2 separate regions of the Mus musculus genome follow, and region 1 is linked to region 2. Evidence: chromatin contacts called from public Hi-C data. All regions are on one chromosome and are shown on one strand. Each heading gives the region's core, a stretch centred on a gene start, on an enhancer-like site or on the middle of the called end of the contact. The rest is flanking DNA. Distances are from core to core; before and after follow the strand shown.

What was found. Hi-C and Micro-C count contacts between places; a contact is called where the count stands out from the background.
Region 1: a contact with region 2 is called in a Hi-C map of rod photoreceptor, with 29 times the contacts expected there. The contact joins the enhancer-like site here to the promoter of Eif4a2 in region 2. A contact is called at or near these places in 2 of 484 Hi-C or Micro-C datasets (retina and rod photoreceptor) and 1 of 9 other capture datasets (liver).

What each region holds. Positions count from the first base shown.
Region 1 is chr16:37,524,957-37,529,196 of GRCm38.p6, reverse strand. The region is part of intron 2 of Gtf2e1 (general transcription factor II E, polypeptide 1 (alpha subunit)); the gene reads left to right. Among named protein-coding and RNA genes, the nearest start is that of Gtf2e1, 13 kb to the left of the region's middle. Within about 2 kb of position 2,561, at least 7 of the 459 cell types and tissues checked have an H3K27ac peak or open chromatin away from gene starts, as enhancers often do. A contact at or near this core is called in liver and rod photoreceptor, where this site is marked.
Region 2 is chr16:23,104,652-23,108,846 of GRCm38.p6, reverse strand. It overlaps Eif4a2 (eukaryotic translation initiation factor 4A2), which reads right to left and starts at 1,379. Exons shown (of 11, transcript NM_013506.3): 1 at 1,027-1,379; 2 at 214-259; 3 at 1-128. The coding sequence starts at 1,055.

The DNA of each region.
Region 1 (4,240 bases), core at 1,312-3,811, about 14 Mb before region 2:
TTTATTTCTTCATGTTGTACAATGAATTGTTAAGGGATGAACTAATTTGTTTTTATGATAGGTACAGTCATGAAATATATAACTGTTGCTGTCATGTTTGTTAGATATCATCTATTTTCTAATATCCAGTTAAACTGAAGCCATTTGCATTAGGAAAGTAGTTTGGAAATTGGACAGAATAAAATGTGACTTTTTGAGATTTCAATATTTACTTAATATTTTGATATATGTATCCTCCTAAGTGAACTCTTGAATTTAAAGCCTGTAACTGTGACGAAGTGAGAGGGTAAGCGCTATGAAGAAGTAGGTGGCAGCTGATGACTCTTAAGGAGCACATCAGGTCATGGCAATTGTTCTTTCAGAGTGCTCCCGATCTTCCTTCCATACTCAGAAAAGTCAGTCCTACACGGAGGCCTTGCAGATTTGGGACTATTTCTCCCTCTGTCCCATATTCACAGCAGCCATCTTATTTTAATCTTATGAGTAGTGGGGATGGGTTTGCTTGCCTTTTTGTAAGAGCCATCCTTACTGCCCAAATACCTATGTGACTTTCTCCCCTTTTTTACTTCTTTGAAGTGTCCCTTGAGTTCCTTGTATAAGAAATGAAATAATATCCTAGTTCCTTCACTGTTTTTTCTCTATCTTCCTTCCTTTTTTCATAATACTTAAGTTATTTCAATAATATATATTATCTATCTATCTATCTATCTATCTATCTATCTATTTGATCTTGAGTGCCAGGAATAGTGCGGAATAGGATTGGGTAGATTAAGAAAGCATAGTGTGGAAAGGTGTGGGGACCTCAGACCTACTGTTTTTGGTTGAAGTTTATGTGCAGTAGTTATGTGATCTTCTTGTCCAGCCTTGAGGATGGGGCTGTGTAATGACTCATGACAGCACTGCATTTTATCAAAGCAGCTGGACCTATTTTGATTTTTAAATTTAATCTCTTTATTTTATTATTTTTTAATTTAACCTATGAGGGGGAAAGATGGTTAAGTGCTATCCAAGTTTGATGGAAACGTTTGATAGATCTTCGACAGTGAGTCCTGGCCAGGGGCAGGTACCTTCGATTGTCTATACTTGGAGGAAGAGAGAAGCATACCATCGTCAATAATTAGCTGTCTGAGATTTGACTCTTACTATCTGTCTTGTACCCCTAAGTGTCATCATCTGATATCTCTGCCCCTTTTCTTAATTTTGTATGTCCCAAGCACTTTGCTGTCAAAGGAAGGATGGCAAACAGTCTTTTCACTTTGGGTTTGTTTGTGCTTAGTGTTTCCTTGGCTGAATCCTCACTTGATGGGTAGCATTAGTTAAAATGATAATGTGGCGCAGCACAGGCCAGCATAACCCTCAGCAGTTGTCTTCTGTTTCCTAGCTTTTGGAGACCTTTTGGTTGTTTTTCCTTTACTCCTTTGTTCCAAGTCCTTATCTCCTGTCTTCTTCACTCCGAATTCAGTTTTGTTCTTATATTTGGAAATTTAAAATGGTATAGATATATCTCTTCCCTTCCTTTCTCACTCCCTTTGAAGTGTGACTTGCCTTCATTACAGAGCTGGGGCATTGCTGTACTATCAAATAGATGGCCCTAAAATCGTTCTGAAATGCCTATTGGTAAAAGGATCTTTTTCTCCCTACTTCAAATGCGTATTTGCAATTGGATTTACTTTGATCCTTCTAGCAAACGTAATAGGTTAATGGTCAGCTAAGTAAATGCCAGCCATGTGACGGGCACTTAATGCTTGTTAAATCGTTTAATACAAGATCTCCTCTTTTCTATTCCTTCTTAAGAAGAGGGGACTTCATAGCTACATGGGAAAAATTTGTTGGATTAGAGCTGCTAGAGATTGTAAGTTGGAGAAAAGATGCATGGTTCAGATGGAATCCAGGGTTAGTGTAATACTGTTAACTTAGTATCTATAAGTCTTTATTCCCATATATGTCAAACGTGGACAGTATTATTATACAGACTTGTCTCTGGTGAATACATAGGAATATTTATTAAGCCGCTTTCTTCTTTAATAGTGAGAATAGATACCCCATCTTTTTTTGACAATGTCAGTTCCATCATTGTCCAGCTTTGCCCACAGAATTTGTACATCTTTCCTTTTCTCTCTGCTCCCACATTGTAAGATCTGTCTTGCGTGTTCTCTCTGACATGGCTTTGCTTCAGTAGTTTTGCCTTGGTTTTATATGTGGAAAGATGGAATGGGGCACTGGGTTTCAATTCTAATCTCTTCTCTTGTACTTGGCAGTCTGTACAGCTTAGTACAGAGTGGTTTAGTCACATGAATAGTTGTCATCAGTCACCTCATAGCAGTTCTCACTTGATGTCTTTTATCAAAAAAGAGATGTGGGCAAGTAAAGGTATGCTTGTTGAGCTGATTATTCGGTGGCTTTTGTTACATGCCTGTTGGTTTGTATGCAGGAAAGTACAACCTCCAGTGTTGGTTCCTCAGATGCTGTATTTTGTTTGTTTGTTTTAAGTCCTATGTTTCCCTGGCATGGGACTTGCCTAGGGGATAGGCAGGCTGGTCATTGAGCCTCAGGGATCTGCCTATCTTGCCAGTACTGGAATTAGAGGACATGCTCCATGCCCTGCTTGTTCTTCTGTAAACCTGGGTTGTAGAATGGGGCTCAGGTTCTCAGACTTTCACTGCAAGCGTTCTGCCTACTGTCTGAGCTCTCCTCCCAGCCCTGCCTACTGCAGTCTTTATGTTGTTCATCAGTCAGGTGTGTATATAGCAAACAAACTTATGTTTATGCGTGCTTCTTTAGCAAGAGGAACTACAGGTCAGGAGGTGTGTTCCCTTTTTTCAGTACATGATGCTTGAAGGACTTAGAGGATATGGGCTTTTATTTGGTAATTTTCTAGAGGATTTAAAAAAATGTGCTTCTCTGTTTGCTGCAAGGCCCAGTGGATAAAAGCACCTGCCTCCAAGCCTGAGAACACTAGTTTGACCCATGGGACCTACACTCTGGGTGGGAAGAGAGAATGGACTTCTCTGTACTCTCACACTCTGGCATGTACATGTGGATTCACATGTGACTGTACATACACACATATTAAAATAAACCTCATTTACAGTTTTTGAAGAAAAATGGGGGTAATTCTCTGATTGGGTATTTTAATAAATTTTATATCTATGGCTAGAGGAGTAAGAGTCTGAAACTAATCAGTAAAGACTCAGTCGTAGTAGCTCATGTTCACTTTGAAACTGGCATGGTTTTATAGTGTCCATGCTGTTGTTTCTCAGGCAGGATTCTACGAGGCTCAGTCCTGACTCACTTCCATGATGGTAACATCTGATGTGAGTTTTTTTTTTTTTTCCCTGACACAAACAACAACAACAACAAAACCCACAGCCTAGCTGTAAGTACTGGACCACAACCTCCAAGCTTTGAGGGGCTCCCTGCCCCTCCCCCCAATCTGGGATAGATACAGAAAATCAGGAAGAGTGATGCATGACCAAAGTACTTACTTATTCTTGGATATGGGGCTGGAGGCATGGAAATAATATTCAACTGGAACATGTCTGTAGGATTTGGTGTCACATTGAAGTAGAAATGACTAGTTTGTTTACTCTGTTGCTGGGAAAGAGAGGAGAGGAGGGGCTGGTCCTTGCTATGTGTCCTGCACTAGTACTTAATTATCTTTCTTAATCCCTCAGGTAAATTCTGTAGAAAAGAAAGAATTCATATCCCTGGGAATAAGGCCAAACTGAAAATGCATTAATATTAGTGTGTAGACTGTAAGACAGTAGTTTTAGCATAATAGTTGATCTGATTTGATTCTTCCCCATCACCCAACTTGTTATGAAACCTTGACCCAAAACTGCTGAGGCTGTCAGAACTTGCGTATTTTACACCTTTATCTGGACATAGTAATGCAAATGCCAAAGGTTAATGTTACCCAGTACTTTGTAAACACTCAAGTTACAGTAGTTAAAGGTGCCGTTGTTTTCTTGTATTGCTGTATGACTTTGTATAAATCATAAATCTCTTGAGAGCCTTAGTTCTGCTAGCCCTTCCCAGAATTAGTGAACAGATCAAAAAGTGCAAGATTGTGCCTCAGAAGCAGCTCTGTATAGATAATTGTTAACCAGAGCTGTTTGTGGTTGGATTACAGTGTTTTGGGACCAAAATCCTGCAGTGTTTGAGTGTAAGTTTAATGTAAGGTGAGAAGTTTAGATATTATTCTGAGGGTGTTAGAGCCCGAGCTTTCAGATGGACTTCA
Region 2 (4,195 bases), core at 130-2,629:
ATACAAGGGATAATAGCTCTTTGCTGAATAGCTGAAGGCTTCTCAAAACCATATGCATAGATGCCTCGAAGAAGGGACTCCTTTAAATTCATATCATCAAAGTTATCAACAATTTCATTCCAGTTGCTCTGTAAGTTAATAATGAAACTATGAATAAGACATGAAAAAAAAATGTACCTTTCCAAACCTTTAACGTCCACACCCACTCCTTACCTCGATGACACCATCGGGGTCCATTCCCTCTGGGCCGCCATGTTCTCTGCTGACAACAACACTGCAGTTAGACATACTGCTTCCAAGCCACGCAGAGACCCTTAAAGGGCCCTTCCACCCCGTACCTCATTCCCCTCCGCGCCCCTGTGCTCTGCTGAAAACGCCTCAAAACCGGCCGCAATGCTGCGAAGCGCCATTCGCCCTCCCCAACAGCTTGGGACTTGGACCCCTAAGTATAGACGCCCCTTTACTCAGTGCCCTAGGACCAGGCCCTCCCGCTTGGGAAGCGAAGCTCTCGCGAGTGCTCCGCGCGCCGAGCTCCGCCCCTAACTCTGCGCAAGCCGGCGTGATTGACGCCGAAAGGCCCAGGCAGGTCCATGCCAACGGCTCCGTCGCTCCGTTTCACGGTCCAGGGTGATCGTCCCCTGGCCGTCCAATCTCCCATCTCGACAGAACCCTAAGAACGCCAGCTCGCGCCACTGGCCGCCAATAAACCTTCGGGTCCCGGTTACCCGCCCCTAAGCAGTCTGCGCCACGGCTCCGCTTGCCATATCCCGTACGGGGAGGGGCAGCAGCCAAGATGTCACAATGTGTCCTAAGAAAGGGCATCCTTAATACTCCGTTCTTGTATCCGTCCTGTCTCCCCAACATCTGGAGTCTTACCATCATGGAAGCTTCTCGAAGGGCACAAGGAGAAGTGTGTGCCCTAAGAAAAAGCCCGCATACCTGCAGTGTGGCCGCCAAGCAACCCACCTCAACGCGGGTCCTAGTGACCTTGACTACAGGCCACCGGCCGCCCCGGGAGCGCCGTACCTGTTGTAATCCGCGGAGCCACCAGACATGATCCGAAAACCCACTCAGCGCCCGACTGAAAAGACAGGCGGACGGCGCCGCCCGTTTTTTATAGGCTCGCGGCCGGAACCCGTTTCTCGCGGAGGAATTTCCTTATTCCCCTTTCGGAAGCCACAAAATTGTACTCCTGGAGTTTGTTACCGGAGGTGAAGCCCTACAGGAGTCGATGACAAAATCCACATTTCACTATTACTTGGTATTACAGCGTTCCCGGAGATCCACGAATCGGGAACGGGTCTGGGACTCTTTGCTTTCGGCGGAAGAATATTGCAGCAGCGCGACCGCGCGCCGCGCTCCTCGGCCGCCCTGCTCCTACGGGGTTTCCGCGGCCCTGCCGCAGAGGCCGGCGGAGCCCTGGGCGCTTAGGGCGGAAGCCGGTGGCGCTGTTCGCTGGCGGGCGGCGTCTCCAGGACGCAGCTCCGGGCTACCTGCGCGTCAGCGTGCCCTTGGTCCGAGCCACCGCGTTCCGTGCCGGAACAGAATAGGGTTACCCCGCCCGTTCTCACTGCTGTTTAATGTGACAGGAAAGGGCTACCTGGCATTTCGCCCAGCCATTTAATATCCATTCAGATCTGGAACGTGTGAAACCCCTGCCACGGAAAATGTCGGCCACCCAGCACATCCTAGGAAATCCAGTTTGCAGTTCTATTTTTGTAAGACGAGAAGCACAGTGTGTAGTATCATTAACAGATGTCCCTAGGGTGGTGATTCGATTTTCATCTCTTTCTGGTCGGTCGTCTTCAGCTCTGGCTTAAAAAATAATGCTAATAATTTCAACCTAACAGGTGCGAGAAATGACTGATAGAATCACTACCAACTTGTGCAAAGGACCTGTCATTCTTTGTAACACAGAAATGTAAATGGGTGCTTCTGGCAGACTCAGCCCTAGCACTTCAAGAGCTGATTGTCTCTTCTGGTAAAACAAAACAAAAACAAAAAACAAAAACGATTTTAATCATCTAATATTGCCTTACTGAAATTGAGACAATATAGTTCGTATTGCTCGTAATAAACTTGCATGGCTGCATAAGCCTAGACGTTTCCAGTCAGCCACAACTCGAGCCCCTTGCAAAAAAATATAAGATATTTAATCCTTGAATTTTAAAATATGAAAGTATCCTGAACACTCAAAAATTTTTCTCATTAATTCAGAAGACCAAAGACTGACTAACCAGAGAAGGAAAAGGCTCAGTTTGGTAATTTACGAAAAGTATTTGGCTCTAAAAAGATTAAATTAGATTAAATTGTATTTGTTTATTTATTGAGTGTGCACCTCAGCGCGTGGAAGTCAACGGACGACTCTTAGGAGTTGATTCGTCTCCTACTACTTGGATCCCACAAGTGGGTCCTGGGGATGGAACTTAGGTCAGCATGCCCTAAGGCCAGCATTGAATCATCTTGCCAGCCCTATGTGCTATCCTTACTCAAAAATAAAACCTGTACTTATTTGGAAGTTATTGTGTCAGAAACTGTTACAAAATGATGACAAAATAGAGACCGGGTGTGGTGACATGGACTTTTAACCCTAGCACTCAGGAAGTGGAGGCTCGTGGATCCCTGCAAGTCTTAGAGGGTTCAGGCCAGCAAGGGCTATATAATGAGACCTTGCCTCAAGGGACAAGTGAGTGAGTGACAAAATGGATTGGCCATCCTGTGTAGAGTCTCTTTCAAAGTTGCCATAAAAATAAAAATAAATAATACTTCCTGATCTAAGAAACTCAACAAAGTTCAGTTTTTCTGAGGAAGACTACATGTGCCTAACAGATGTTTTCGTTATGGTTAGTACTGTCATTACATGCCCTGAGGATTTTCCTAAGTCCCTTAAGAGGAAATATTTAAGGCTAACCTTTAGACTATAACTGTGGAAGACATTTTGTATTTAAAAAGTATAGTCTGAGTATGGTCACACATGTCTTTAATCCCAGCACTCATGGAGGCAGATGGATCTCTATGAGTTTCAAGGCCAGCCTGGTCTACATAGTGGACAGTCAGAGGTACATAGTGAAACCCAGTCTTGGAAAAAAATGACAATAATAATAATAATAAATTAGAAGATAATAAATCAAAGTCTCCATCCCCCATGAGGTGTTTCCAGTAAACACTGTGCTTATCCTGTTCTCACAGCATAAATAGCACCAAGTAACTCATGAGCTAAAAATAAAGCATAGATTCTTAAGGTTTTGTAAGTCTGTATAGATGGAGTTGACACCAATATAAGGATACTCAGCTATCATCTGAAAGTAGCCTTATCAAAGTTAACTATAAATACTCTTAGTGGCCAGGCAGTGGTGGTGCAAGCCTTTAACCCCAGCACTTGTGAGGCAGAGGTAGAGGTGCAAGCAGTGGGATCTCTGAATTTGAGGCCAACCTGGCCTACAGAGCAAATTCCAGAACAGCCAGGGCTACACAGAGAAACTGTATCTCAAAAGTAAATGAATGAATGTTTATATAAATATAAATGTTCCTTAATAATCTTGGAATGTGTGAGACCAGTTATACTACAAATGGTAATTAAAAAAAAAAAATCTTAACCAAGCCACAGGCCTGTGATTTTACCTACTCAAGAGGCAGAGCCAAGAGAATCACAAGTTCAAGGTGCACCTGGGCTAGAGCATGGGCAAGAGCCCCCTGAAATACATAAATACTGCTTAAAAACAAAACAAATACGGGGCATGGTGGTACACGCCTTTAATCCCAGCACTGGGGAGGCAGAGGCAGGTGAATTTCTGAGTTCAAGGCCAGCCTGTTCTACAGAGTGAGTTCCAGGACAGTCAGAGCTATACAGAGAAACCTTATCTCGAAAAACAAAAACAAAAACAAAAAGAGGCCAGCCTGGTCTACAGAGTGAGTTCCAGGACAGTTAGGGCTACACAGAGAAACCCGGTCTCGGAAAAAAAAAAAAAAAAAAAAAAACACCAAAAATTAAATAGAGCCTTGCACAGCACATGCCTTTAATTCCAGCACTTGGAAGACAGAGGCAGGTGAAACTCTGAGTTGGAAGCTAGCCTGCTCTAAAATAAAAAGTTCTAGGCCAGCCACTGTTGAACATCCATACACAAAAGCAAAATAAAATAAAAGTAAAATAACAAAAATGAAACAGCAGTTTCATAATCAGTTGGTCCACAAAATT